4 separate regions of the Sus scrofa genome follow, and regions 1, 2 and 4 are each linked to region 3. The links are chromatin contacts, called in public Hi-C and HiChIP or PLAC-seq maps. All regions are on one chromosome and are shown on one strand. Each heading gives the region's core, a stretch centred on a gene start, on an enhancer-like site or on the middle of the called end of the contact. The rest is flanking DNA. Distances are from core to core; before and after follow the strand shown. Region 1 overlaps NMNAT2 (nicotinamide/nicotinic acid mononucleotide adenylyltransferase 2). Region 2 holds the start of DHX9 (ATP-dependent RNA helicase A). Region 3 holds the start of LAMC1 (laminin subunit gamma 1). Region 4 overlaps LAMC2 (laminin subunit gamma-2).

What was found. Hi-C and Micro-C count contacts between places; a contact is called where the count stands out from the background. HiChIP or PLAC-seq counts read pairs in DNA pulled down with a chosen protein or histone mark.
Region 1: an H3K27ac HiChIP or PLAC-seq map of skeletal muscle shows a contact between it and region 3, with 7 times the contacts expected there. The contact joins the enhancer-like site here to the promoter of LAMC1 in region 3. A contact is called at or near these places in 1 of 5 promoter capture datasets (fetal skeletal muscle), 12 of 47 Hi-C or Micro-C datasets (alveolar macrophages, brain, embryonic fibroblasts and 8 more) and 1 of 2 datasets of contacts at active chromatin or transcription factors (skeletal muscle).
Region 2: a contact with region 3 is called in a Hi-C map of skeletal muscle, with 4 times the contacts expected there. The contact joins the promoter of DHX9 here to the promoter of LAMC1 in region 3. A contact is called at or near these places in 3 of 47 Hi-C or Micro-C datasets (epiblast stem cells, heart right ventricle and skeletal muscle) and 1 of 2 datasets of contacts at active chromatin or transcription factors (skeletal muscle).
Region 4: a contact with region 3 is called in an H3K27ac HiChIP or PLAC-seq map of skeletal muscle, with 5 times the contacts expected there. The contact joins the enhancer-like site here to the promoter of LAMC1 in region 3. A contact is called at or near these places in 12 of 47 Hi-C or Micro-C datasets (embryonic fibroblasts, fetal heart ventricle, heart right ventricle and 5 more) and 1 of 2 datasets of contacts at active chromatin or transcription factors (skeletal muscle).

The regions. Positions count from the first base shown.
Region 1 is chr9:124,512,486-124,516,045 of Sscrofa11.1, forward strand. The region is part of intron 11 of NMNAT2 (nicotinamide/nicotinic acid mononucleotide adenylyltransferase 2); the gene reads right to left. Among named protein-coding and RNA genes, the nearest start is that of LAMC2, 87 kb to the left of the region's middle. Within about 2 kb of position 2,011, at least 20 of the 83 cell types and tissues checked have an H3K27ac peak or open chromatin away from gene starts, as enhancers often do. A contact at or near this core is called in mesenteric adipose tissue, retroperitoneal adipose tissue and skeletal muscle, where this site is marked.
Region 2 is chr9:124,140,356-124,143,482 of Sscrofa11.1, forward strand. It overlaps DHX9 (ATP-dependent RNA helicase A), which reads left to right and starts at 1,574. Exons shown (of 28, transcript XM_021063778.1): 1 at 1,574-1,731.
Region 3 is chr9:124,281,657-124,284,978 of Sscrofa11.1, forward strand. It overlaps LAMC1 (laminin subunit gamma 1), which reads left to right and starts at 2,012. Exons shown (of 29, transcript NM_001271715.1): 1 at 2,012-2,426. The coding sequence starts at 2,012.
Region 4 is chr9:124,489,932-124,493,054 of Sscrofa11.1, forward strand. The region is part of intron 25 of LAMC2 (laminin subunit gamma-2); the gene reads left to right. Among named protein-coding and RNA genes, the nearest start is that of LAMC2, 64 kb to the left of the region's middle. Within about 2 kb of position 1,715, at least 15 of the 83 cell types and tissues checked have an H3K27ac peak or open chromatin away from gene starts, as enhancers often do. A contact at or near this core is called in mesenteric adipose tissue, retroperitoneal adipose tissue, skeletal muscle and 1 more, where this site is marked.

The DNA.
Region 1 (3,560 bases), core at 761-3,260, 230 kb after region 3:
TTCTTCTGGAGTGGCTAGTGCCCCAGGCTCTTCCTCTGTTTATTTTCTTTGGTTGTTTTCCCATAACTGGTGGATGTAGGAAGCAGTTAGCCCATGCCTGGTTGGCTGGAAAAATGTAGAATACAGCCAATTAGAGCCAGCCTGTGAAATGCTGGGCTTTGAGAAGCACAAAAGAAAAAAAATATATAATAAAAAGGAAAAAACCATTTCCTCATGGTCCATTTCTGGTCCCTAAGGGTCCACCTTTAGGTGTTCATTCCTTTGAGTTACATATTGACCATTTAAAATGCAAGCCACTGATACATGTAATCATTAAACTGAATGATTTTGCCTGCTTGCTGAAAAGTCAAAAGCTTCCCAGATAAAGACCAAGATAAACCTTCTATATCAACCAACCAGAACCATCTCCCCAAAAGGTCTTCTTCCCACCACTGGCTCTTTCACCGCTTCTCTCAACGCCCAGAACACGTCTCTTTGAACACACGCGATTCAATCCCTGCAGATCACTGAAAGCCCAGCGCAAGTGCTCCCCCTCCTTTTGCGCCTGCTGTGAATGACACGTCATTCGTCCCACGTCCCACTCATCTGACTTGTCTGGATTAGGAATCTGAACGTGAGCCAATCCTGCCCGGCTGTTCAATAGTTAAGTAGAGTCTTAGACAAGTCACAATCCATGTGCGCCATGGCTTCCATAACTGTATGAGTATGCTGGGGGCTAACCAAGATAATCCACGGGAAACAAGCAAAGTGTTATTATTGTCTGTCTCCCCGACTAGAAAGCAAAGGGCGCAATGGTCGGGAACTTTGTCTATTTTGTTTTCTTTGTTCCTCCATCCCTAGAACAGGACGGGCACAAGGCAAGTACTCAATAAATATTTTGGGGGGGCCGCACCTGAGGCATGTGGAAATTCCTGGGCCAGGGATGGAACCCATGCCATGGCAGTGACCTGAGCGCTGCAGTGGCAATGCCAGATCCTTAACCCGCTGTGTCACAAGGAGAATCCTTTAATAAATATTTTAAAATCAATGAATAAATAACAGCCAATATTTATCGAGTGTTTACTAGGTTCAAGAAGTCTTCTAAACTTGCATGTGTTTTATTTATGGACTATATAGAACTAATAGAATGAAGAGTGAGATTTGGGGCAGGGGGTAGTATGCCCACAGCATGCAGAAGTTCCCAAGCCAGGGATCAAACCCAACGTCACAGCTGTGACAAATGCTGGATCCTTAACCACTAGGCTACCAGGGAACTCTAAAAGTAAAATACTTTTAGATTGCAAGTGCCTCAAGGATTTGGGCACTCAGTATTAGCTCAAAGATTGATTGAAGGAAAGGATGCTTGAAGCAGAATGAATTTGCCAGGCTGCCTTCCATCATAACACAACAGACAAGTAGCTGGCAGTGTAAGATCTTAGATGATGGGTTTTGCTTGGGGGAGAGAGTGAGCATAGGCATTTCCTGCTTCACAGACCTGTCCTTGGATGGATGACCCCTTAGGCTCCGGCCTTGATTTCCCACAGGTCCTGGTCTATGACTGGATACCTGCGCTGTCAGGACGCAGCACAGCAAAGAGCAGGTCTCCTGGGGGAAGACTAGTTCTAATAAAAGTCTGGGATGGGTTGGGCTAGAGGGACTGAGTCCTGATCTCCAAAGGCTGGTCCAAGAACCTGGATCTTTTCTTTCTCTCAGGAATCAAGAATGAAAATGCCAACTGCCAGGCCATACAAGCAGCTCTTTTGTATTCCTTGGAGAGAAATGTGATGAACACGTATGGAATTTTCTCCTGGTGGCATGTACGGGGAAGGGATATGTCATTGGCCAGAGAAGGTCAGACCTCACTATGGGCTAAAGGATCTTTGCGTCTATTAGGAAATGCCCAAGGGATGTGTTTGGGCGGTTCCTCTAGTTGCGTAATTCGATTTCTGGATGAAGAGCCTAGGTTCCGGCGTCCAGGGCAAAAGCAAGAGCAAGGCTGACGCAGTGGGGAGTTTGTGACTGTGCTGAAACAGGCCTTGGCTGCCGTGTTGTAGAACAGACTGTCCCAGCTGCTTCCCAGCCTGGGTGGAGAGCCTCCTATTTCTCCCCAGACCTGTTTACACTGTGGCTTCTCTCCTGCTTTGTTTCTGAGGACTCTAGAGAGGCCAGGGGAGACAGGGGTGTGCAGCAAGGGCCTGGGGCATCTTCAGAAACTTGACTCTTCCCCCACCCTCCTGTCCCATGGCTGGCGGATTCAGGGCTTCAGGCTCAGCACATATCACCTGGGACATCAGGTAAAACAAAGAAATGTTTGTTTCTGATAAAGAGTTGAATGGATGAATGAAACCTGGAACAGAAGCAGGTCTCACAAACCTCATCTCTGGTAATCTCAAGATTAGGAACTGAGATCCCCAAAACGAGCCACTTCCAGGCAAACTCCAGAGGGCAGAACTTTCTATGAAGTCATCAGGGCTTACCCTGTACCAGTTGGAAAGAAAGACCTTCCTCATCCAAACCCTGAGCACCAACCCATCCCCCAGTAAGGACAGTGGGATAAATCACTGAGTTACTAGCTAGTTTCCTGCTCCTCACACCCATCTTTGCCCAATCCTCACCTAGTTCTGGCAGACAAGCAGACCCTTTATGAGAGGAATTTGCAGGGCAGAAAACAGAATGTTTTGAGGTCAAAGGCATCAAACACTGAAGAGCGTTCCCTAGATGTCCCGAGGAGGGGAGAGAAAATAGGGAATAGAGTATTTTATTTCAGAATAAAACGAAGAGGTTCAGCTTGCACCCCCTCCCTCCCAGACAGCACCCTGAGGGCAAAGCCTCAGAAGAAAACGGGGCCAGGATCACAGCGGGTGGGGTGCCCGGAGGGCTTCCGGATCAGCCAGGAGTCACAGACCCAGGTGGGCCTGGATCAAGTGCCACCCACCTCTGAGGACCACAAAGGCCCTGATGTTCCTGTTCAGAGCCACAAGAGCCTCAGGTTTTGTTTGTGAGTAACCCGTGATCCCTATGGGACAGTGAGTTGGAGCTGAGTTTTCATTTGATTGAAATAAATTAAACGTGTTATTTCTGGCACACCTCTGCTGCGGCCTGCGATTCACACCTGTTACGTAAGGAAGCAGCTCCTTGATTTTTTTGCCTCCACCTCCGATGTCTAAGGACCCCACGGGTTTGTGGTGGGTTGAATCAGGGAACTGAGAGACTGGCTGGGTGGGGGGTGGGGAGGTAGAGCTCAAGGGTCTAGAAAATCCTCTGGAGTGAGCCCGAGGGTCTCTTTCATCCAGACCCCCCCTTGCTGCCTGTGGTGTGGACTGGAATTCTCAGCATCCTGATTAGGACAGATGTGAGGTCCCTGCCGGTCTGGAACTCTTGTGCCTCGGGAGGAGCCAGGCTGGGTGCTCTGATCTCCAGGGTGATGGGTCAGGTGGGAACAGGGTGGGCTGGGGGAGGGTCTCACTCTACCTCCACTGCCCGGTCCCTAGGAAGTCAACAGCTATCGGTTTCTGAAATTTTGTTGTAACCAAGTCATTTCAGCACCAGGGACCAACCGGAAGAGGGGTGATCTGGTCTCT
Region 2 (3,127 bases), core at 324-2,823, 140 kb before region 3:
TTTTGTTTAAAAAATACATACATATGTATGTATGTGTGTATATACAGATACATCAAGAAACAGACTTGTTTGATTTTATCCACCCTATTTGACTAAATAGTACCTTACTTCTTTTCAGAATGGTTGTACTGCTGAGCCACAGCAGGAACTTCCCAACTTATTTTTTGTTTGTTTGTTTTTTGGCTGTGCCCCTGGCATGTGGAAGTTCCGAGGCCAGGGATTAACCCACACCACAGCAGCAGTGCTGGATCCTTAACCTGCTGAACCACCAGGGAACTCATGGAGAATGTTTTGATGCTTCATCTGCAAATGTTAAGGGAGATCTTAGAAGGTACTAGTTGCCAAGGACAACCTACAAAGGTAAATGCCATTGCTGGCATCCAATCCCCTGGCAACTCAAGGTCCCAGATGCAAGGCCTAAATTAATAAACAACTCAGTAATAAAATTCTCTGTAATCTTTGGGAGCCAAAGATCGACCTCAGAAAATATTCTTTATACTTAATTTGTTGATGTTTTTGGTGTGTACATTATCTACTACAAAACATTTGCAATCCATTTATGTTAGTTGGGTTTCCCTTATCATGAAAACTTCCTGATTTAAGCATCCTGAGAGAGATAAGGAAACAAAGGATTAAGGTATTTCCCTGATGATTTTATTCCTAGTTGAAGAGAGCAAACATGGAGAAAATAAGTTAATGAGTAAATACGTTCCTCTGTTTAACTTAAATGTTTTAATCTGTGTTACTCTGGTTGTAGAAGAAACAGAGTTTTAAAGGGATTAATCACAGTGAGCTAGAAGAGTTAGGGGAAAAAAAGGGAAGAGGTGAAAAATAAGGATGTTAGGTACGATGGGGCCTGATACTTTACTGGTCTGGCTTCTCTGGAACAACCCCAGCTTGAAATATTTTGTATTGTTGCCTCCGTGAGAAGCACTGGAGTTCAAAAATTTAGCAGTGACTACTATAATAGTTAAGGATATAAATTACTCCGAAGACTATGAATACAAAAGGTTATCCAATTTGAGCAAAAAGAACTTTACAGTTTCTATTTATTAAACTAGTTATTACTGAGCACTTGATGTGCCAAGTACTTCATTTAGCGGCCTGAGCTGGCCAGGCAGGGTTCCCGCCTTCACCGAGCTTACTTCTATTTAGGGGATGTTAACCTTCGAGGAGCCGAATCACTACAATACCTACTGAACAACTATTGTGTGCTGGGTACTGCCCTAAGCCGCCTTCGCAAGCCATCTCATTTATTTTATTCTATTTTTTAAGCCATCTCATTTAATCACCAACAACCCTATAAAGCTACCACCTAGGATTTCCAGTTGTGTCTTTGTGGGGCACCTCATCTACCACAGGTCCCTATGACAGAAGGTGCAAAACATTCTCCAAAAACATGCGGCAGGCCCCTCCTGAGGAGGCCTCGCGCCAAAGGAGGAAGCTCCGCCCCGGCGCCGCTCTAGGGCGCGGCGGATCTCCCAGGCGACTGGACGCTGCCCGTCGCGTGGTTGCGGCAGCTCCGCCCCTCTTCCGGGCGCCCTTGGCCCCACGCTCCCCTTCTGCGCATGCGTAGCACACTGACTCCGCCTCCACAGCGTAGCGGTCGGAGCCATTTCGCCGCCGCCTCGGTGCGAGTGGTGGTGCGCTCGTCTGGTCTCCGTCGCTAAGGCCCGAGCCAGGGACGTTCCTGAGAGAGCTGTGCTCTCGGGCACAAAGAATCGGACTCCGGTAAGGGGAAGACGTCTTTGTTACCGGTTGGGACGGCGTAGGCCCCGGGGTTCTGCAGCGGGTCTTTGTTGCCTGGAGCTGGCGGCGGTGGCGGGTGGGGGAGGGGAGAGCCGCCTCGCTGGGTTCCCGGATTGCGGGTTGCGTGCTGCTTGCGACGCCGCTCCGCGCTTGCGCTGCCTGAGGCCGCCATTTGGCCCCCAGTTATTCGCGGAGGCAGGCCTAGTTTCGTCTCCGGAGCGGCCAAACCCCACTTCCTCTTCCAGCCTGCGCTTGGCGGTGGCGCTGTCGCCGTAGAGTGAAAGGGACTGAATCGGCCCGGGGTGGGGGGAGCTAAGCCCGCCAAACCGCCGCCCACGCTTAGGGCCCTTCGTTCGTCCACGCAGGCCTGCGTGCCGAAAATAGCGGGTGGTACCCTGCGGCCTCTGCGGATAGAGCAGAAAACAGGCTAGGCACAGTCCTTGCTCTTTTCTCTCAGAGGTTGGGGTCGTGGTGGGGGTGGGGAGCCGTGTGGAAACAAGTGCTGGTTTCGGTAAAAAAGCTCTTGGAGGATTTAGTGTAAAGGAAGGGCGCCATTTCCGGAAGGGTGGCGCGAGGGAAGGCTTTTCGGAGGAGGCAGACATTTGAGCCGACGTCTCGCCCAAAGGGTGGAGATTATCGACTACTAAGATGTGGAAGAAAAGCAGAACTCCCCAGGCGGAGGGGGATTAGTTAGTGTTTACTGGCAGGGATTAGAAAGAAACTGAAAGAAGGCCACGTGACTGGAATGTGGTGAGAAGAATTTAAAAGAAGATTGGATTTTAGCGTGGTTACAAAGGAAATGGGAATTATTTAGGACCTTGTTGCTGAACTCCAGCTGTTGCAGTAGTGGGAGAGGGGAGGGAAGCGAACAGATTGGAATCATGTTTGGAGGCGAAAGTGAGCCTTAGGTCAAGAGTAGATCAGGACTACCTGGGTTGGAATTTTGGGTCCCCCAATTAGAAGCTCTGTCTGTTGAGGCAAATTATTCTTTCTCTCAGTTTACTTACCTGTAATAATGCTTAGCTATACAGTGTCGTGTATGGGTTAAGTGAAGTAGTTGCTGCAATGCTCCTTAACGGATACTGATTGGTACATAATAAAGACTGCAACGGATGGTTATGGAGGATGTTGAGGGACTGGATAAGTCCCAAATGGGTGATAGGAGTAATTTGGTGGATGGTTGTGCCGCCTAAGGAGGTGGGAACACTGGGATTAGAGGGAAGAGGAACAGGTTTAGGGAGGAAATTTAAAATTGTGTTTTAACTGTGATGCCATGTTAGCATTCAGGTGGATACATAAGTGCTGCAGATGGATGAACTTGATTTTGGAGCTTTTAAAGAGAAAAGACTAAACTTTCAATGTATATTTGGATAGCATT
Region 3 (3,322 bases), core at 762-3,261:
GTAGCTTTATTCACAACTGAAATCCTTATCTTTGTCCTTTATGCCCTCGTCTGTTCTCAAGAACAATCAAGGACCGAGAGAGACTGTCATCCCCTCTAAGTATAAATGAATGCATTTATTTTATTCCCAGGCAAACATGAAAGGATTAAAACATTGTTACAGTTCCACAGCTTTCTTCACCCAAAGAGTCAATGGCAAGGGGTGAGCAGTTAGAGACTCAGCCATGCATAATCTCCACCCATCTCATCAAATAAATTAAAAATATAAGTGGTCTATGTATATCCTAAGCAGACTCACCATTTTGGTAAGTCCCCTAACCCATCGTCCTCCCATTATCCTTAAGGTCCTCCTAGATTTAACACTGACCCCAACCAACCACAGTAACCTAACATTTACTTATTTCATTTTATCACATTCCCATTACCCCTCTCTTAACAGGACTACTGGGTCCAAAACTAGGTATGCCTCCCACTCCTCCCCAGCGTATTTATTATTCTCACTTTACTGTTAGGATCGATTTTTTTTTTTTTTTCCTCAAACCGTCTCAAGAGCATCCCGAAGAACACCCACTTTGCTTGGGGACGCCAAAAGTTTAAAACCCGCCGCCCTCGGGCCATCCACTTTTACAGCACCCTCCCTTCGCGTCTTTGCCTGTCGTATCAGCACTGGGTAAGCGCCCAGGTTCTGATCTCGGACTAAACCTCATGATCTTCTGGCTCAGGTTCTGTGAACTGAGTCATTCTGGCACGGAGAATATTCCGTGACTCAGCAGGCCCGAAAAGGAGGATGTCAGAGCCAGATAATTTCGAGTCTTTTAAAGGCAAGCTGGGGAACATAAACAACACAGTGGAAGAATTTCGCAGTGGGTCTGCGTACCCAAGGGAAAAATGTCATTCCATTCCCAGCCTTTTCACTTCCTTCCATGCCCCTGTTAAACGACTGGTTATACTTTAATTCAGAGGCAGGAAACCGGCTTCAGAAAACTCATTTTGATGCTTCGACCAGGCCCTTTATTCTCTGGGGACCGTGGCAGCCCCCTGACACCCCGGGACCTCTCCTCGGAAAGCTCTGGAGCCAGCCCCGCGCAGCTGAGGCCATTCCCGGGGCGGCCGGCTTGGGTAGGAGTCTGCGGGCAGTCCCCGCGTTTAGGTCCCTCGGGTCCCCGCCCCAGGGCGCGGCCCACTGGACTCAGGGACCGACACCTGGCGGGGCGGGGATCCGCGTTTCAGCGGCCCGGGTGCCGGGCCCAAAGGCCCACGCCGAGCGACATCGCCGATTTGGCGTCGCCCCTTTTACGCGCCCTTCGTTGACCCCTCCCGAAATCGGAGTCTCCGTGGACAGGACCCCGGGGTACCCCGGCGTCTCCCTCCTGCGGGGCGCTGGCTCTCCGCAGCCTCCCCTTCCCTCCCGGCATGCACCGCCCCGCCGTCCCTCCCTCCCTACTCCTCCCGCTTCCCGGCTCCCCGCCCACCCCTCGCGCCCCTCAAGGCCCCTCCCCCGCCGATCGCGCGCCGCGGGCCCGAGCACGAGATGCCGCCGCCCCCGCCGCCGCCGCCGCGAGTCGCCGGGGCGGACGCGCAGTCCACGGCGCGCGGAGAGTGGAGGAGCAGCTGCGGGGGCCGCGCGAACTGCTGAAAGACGCCTGGTTTGGGCTTTCTCTTGGCCAGACCCCACCCAACCCTGCCGATCCCACCCCCTGCTCCTTCCTCCTCGGGGGCGCGCACTTGGGCACGCGCTCGGAAGTCGGGGGTCGGCGGCGAGTGCGGGCTGTGTCCCGGGTAGGTGCGGGAAGCGCGGAGGCGGCGCGCGGGGCAGTGGTCAGCGAGCCGTGCAGTCCTCGCTAGGGGCACCCACCGGCCCGTCTCTTCGGCGCGAGCCCCCGCCACCGCCCGTCCGGAGAGTCCGGCGCCTGGGCCCCGAGGCTCAGCCAGCGGAGCGGCCTCCGAGGGACGCCGCCGGGCTGGAGCAACGCGCCCTTGCCTTTGCTGTGGCCCTGAGCGCGGGCGGCGGGATGAGCAGCAGCACGAGGGCCGCGCCGGCGCTGCGGCCACGGGGCCGCCTCTGGCCAGTGTTGGTTGTGCTGGCGGCCGCCACGGCCGGCTGCGCCCGGGCAGCCATGGACGAGTGCACGGACGAGGGCGGGCGGGCGCAACGCTGCATGCCCGAGTTCGTCAACGCCGCCTTCAACGTGACCGTGGTGGCCACCAACACGTGCGGGACTCCGCCTGAGGAGTACTGTGTGCAGACCGGGGTGACCGGGGTCACCAAGTCCTGTCACCTGTGCGACGCCGGGCAGCCCCACCTGCAGCACGGGGCAGCCTTCCTGACCGACTACAACAACCAGGCCGACACCACCTGGTGGCAGAGCCAGACCATGCTGGCCGGCGTGCAGTACCCCAACTCCATCAACCTCACGCTGCACCTGGGTAAGCGGTGACAGCCCTGTCCCCTACTACTGCTCGCCAGCAGCTCAGCTCCCTGGCCCGCTTCACCTTTGAATCAAAGCGGGGTCCAAACAGCCGCATGCTGGCTTTCTGCTCCCCGGCATGGGCCACTCAGAGGTTCCCTTCTCCACCTTCTAAACGTCCCGCTAGCCAAGAGGCTTCCCGCCAGCATCTCTTTGCCTTCCTACTCTTAACCGGGGTTTTCTCTCCCTTGATTATTTGTCATTTCGGCCGTTTTGTTCATTCTTTTCCGAAACGTTAATCGCTTGTTCTCTTTAAGCACTTCTACCTTGTTTAAATGTTTTTCTCTCCCGCGTTGAGGATGATTGCTGTTTGCTCTGCTGAATAAGCTAGAGAGGAAAGGGTCTAAGGGGATTTGAGGGGAGCAAATGCCTTTACTGTCGCTGTTGCCTATGTGTAATTAAAATAGACGTTCAACTTTAAAGTTATTGTTCTTTAAGGTTGTTCAACTTTAATTGAGGGTCCCAAAGCGATTTCACTGCTAATCTTGGGACAGAGAAAACAAAAGGAGGTTTCTGCAACTCGCTGTGGTTGTTGGGTACAGTTTTGTCCTGGATAAAAAGGCTCTCCTTACTGTCTTCCCTTTTGCTTTGATTCAAAGTAAGTGTGGAAAGATGTGTAAATAACCTTTTAGAAATCAGGAAAGGGATGTATAGAAAACTTCACTGCTGGGTGGTGGACGAGGATGGACATGTTGTTGCCACAGTATTACAGATCATGTTTGATCTGGGTCAGTTTTTCTTCATCAGTGAAATAGACAAGTGCAGTGATTCATTATTGTGTTTAACAGAGTAACATGCGAGAAACTGACATTTGAGGTGTAGAGCTTCACTCTCTGTGGCCTTGAAAGATGTGAT
Region 4 (3,123 bases), core at 465-2,964, 210 kb after region 3:
TAGGTCAAAGAACTGGGTGTGTGCAGGGAGGGTGTACTGAGGCTCAGAGAGGTCAATACTGTCCTGAGATCACACAGTCCATTGTGGAGGCAGGATTCGAGCTTCACAGGGGCAGAGAATGTTGGACAGAATGGCAGTCCCGGTAAGGATGCTGACCTTGATCCTGAGAATCCAGTGCAGGTTTCAAGCTGAGGAATAACTTCAGTGCCACATACGTGGGGAAGAGCACGGGGGCAGCGGAGTGGAGGAGAGCTGGAAGGCGGGTTACCAAGAGGCCGGATGAGATCACTTACGAGACCGTTGATGTAACTGAGCAGAGGTGACGGCGCCCGCTCTGAGGCGTAGGAGTGGTGAGAGGGGCAAGATCTTCCCAGTCGGTGAGGTCAAGAATCCTCGCCGATTCTGCTGTCTGTCCTGCCCCAAACCACAGTGATACTTCGACGTAACCAGCTGTGGAAACTTGAGCTGTAGGTGACCCAGAAGGAATGTCAAGGTGGTAGGTCCGTGAGATACTGCAAACATTTTAGGATAAAATATTTTTTTTCTCACCACACCTGTGGCATACGGAAGTTCTCAGGCCAGGGATCAAACCCAAACCACAGCAGTGACAATCCCAGATCCTTAATCCACTAGGCCACCAGGGAACTCCCTAGGATAAAATTTTTTTCAATGGCTCCATGTGGAGCAGCTCAGGTTTCCTCACAGAATCCCTCACAAAAGAAAACTGATACTGGAGTTTGTGTCGTGGCTCAGTGGTGAATGAATCCGACTAGAAACTATGAGGTTGCAGGTTCGCTCAGTGGGTTAAGGATCTGGTGTTGCCGTGAGCTGTGGTGTAGGTGGCAGATGCGGCTCGGATCCCGCGTTGCTGTGGCTGTGGTGTAGGCCGGTGGCTACAGCTCCATTTCGACCCCTAGCCTGGGAACCTCCATATGCCACGGTTCCTCCCTAGAAAAGACAAAAGACCAAAAATACAAAAACAAAGAGAGAGAGAGAAAACTGATATTAATTAAAATCCTGGATTTAGGCTGAACTGATGTCACACTCATTTGGCCGGTTTTACCAAGCTTGAAGCACAGCAGATACGGAACTGGGGACTCAGAGATTCCAGCAACGTTTAGGAAATGGCTGGGTTCTGCTTGCTCAGTTCAGGGACCCACTTTAAAGCCTGGTTTTTCTGTGCAGCGTCATCACCGCCCAATGTAGAGACCAATTTAGCCTGTGTTGTTATACTGATGGGTCTTCTCTGTGATCCAATTACCCCCCCCATCCCCCGAGAAAACAAAACAAACAAACCCAACGACAACACAAAACCCAAACCTCCCTAGGTGAGAGTTTAGCAGCTTTGTTTAGGGATCTGAAAAGGTAATGAAACAACCAGGGCCTGTAAGGAGAAAGTGAGAGGAGGGAGACATTTGCTATGTGCCAGGCGGGTTTTTCATGGTATAAGATCATCTTAGTCTGTTAAAGGTCCCAGGAGATGGGCTTATCATTTTATTATTTTGTTCACAGAGGAGTTAGAGGAGGCTCGGGGAGTTTAATAGTGTCCCGCAGATCACACAGAAAATTGTGGAGGCAGGATTCAAACTGAGGCCTCTGTCTCCAGGGCTCCTGCTGTTTTTAAGAAGCTCATGCTGCCTCCCCATGGACATTTTGGCCCCAAGCCTGCTTCACTTTCCCTGCATGTCAAAACCCTAAATTCTGGCTTCCCCCTCCCCCAGGCAAAGGACTGACCACCGGATCAGCATTTCTGTCCTAGTGCTGTTCCTGCTCTGTCTGCTCTCTTGAGTCCTGGAACAATAAGCGGAATCTTTCAAAATGTAATAACTTCTGTAGTCAAATGCTGTCCCTGCACCTGACCTTGAGTTTGAATTGACTAAGTTCCACTCAAACCGATTCAAACCAAATGGGTCTGGCCAGGTGCCGATCATGCTGACATTAGTTTCAGCTCGTTTATGGGTAAAACATACCTGAACAAACACGACTACATTTCATATTGTAAATAAGCTAATATCTAGCCAGATTCCTGCTGTTTCAGGCCAGAGTGGAGTCTTACACCATTTCCTGACAGCTGGACTCCATCCCCCAATAGCAAAGCATACCTTGGCCTCTCAAAACCCTGAAGCCCAGCCAGTTTCTAAAGATCTTCGAATAGAAGACAGCAAAATATTTCCTAAGGGTGGTTCAGAAAGCATAACTTGGAGATGACTCTCATCCTAGGGATGAGCTTTGCTGGGCAGTATTCAGCCCCCTATGACCTTCGGCCTTCATCTTCTTAGAGCATGAGCTGTTGACTCTAACATGAAAACAGAAATCTAAGCTTCATATTGCTTAACTAAAGAGCCCAGCGGTGGAGTTGCTGTTGTGGCTCAGTGGGTTAACGAATCCGACTAGGAACCATGAGGTTGCGGGTTCGATCCCTGGCCCTGCTCAGTGGGTTAAGGATCCGGCGTTGCCGTGAGCTGTGGTGTAGATTGCACACGCAGCTCAGATCCCGCGTTGCTGTGGCTGTGGTGTAGGTGGCAGGTGCAGCTCTGATTCAACTCCTCGCCTGGGAACTTCCTATGCCTCAGGTGTGGCCCGGAAAAAAAAAAAGACCCCAGTGGCCTAAACTAGGCTATTCAAAATGCAAGAACAGGAGTTCCGTCATGGCTCAGTGGTTAACGAATCCGACTAGGAACCATGAGGTTGTGGGTTCGATCCCTGGCCTTGCTCAGTGCTTGCTCAGTGGGGAAAAAAGCCCAGCGGCTTAAACCAGGCTATTCAAAACCTAAGAATAGGAGTTCCCATCGTGGCTCAGTGCTTGACGAATCTGACTAGGAACCATGAGGTTGTGGGTTCGATCCCTGGCCTTGCTCAGTGGGTTAAGGATCCAGTGTTGCTGTGAGCTGTGCTGTAGGTGGCAGGTGCAGCTCTGTAGCTCTGTTTCAACTCCTCGCCTGGGAACTTCCTATACCTCTAGACCTCAGGTGTGGCCCGGAGGGAAAAAAAAAAAAAGAGCCCAGCGGCCTAAACTAGGCTATTCAAAATGCAAGAACAGGAGTTCCATCATGGCTCAGTGGTTAACGAATCCGACTAGGAACCATGAGGTTGTGGGTTCGATCCCTGGTGTTGCCGTGAGCT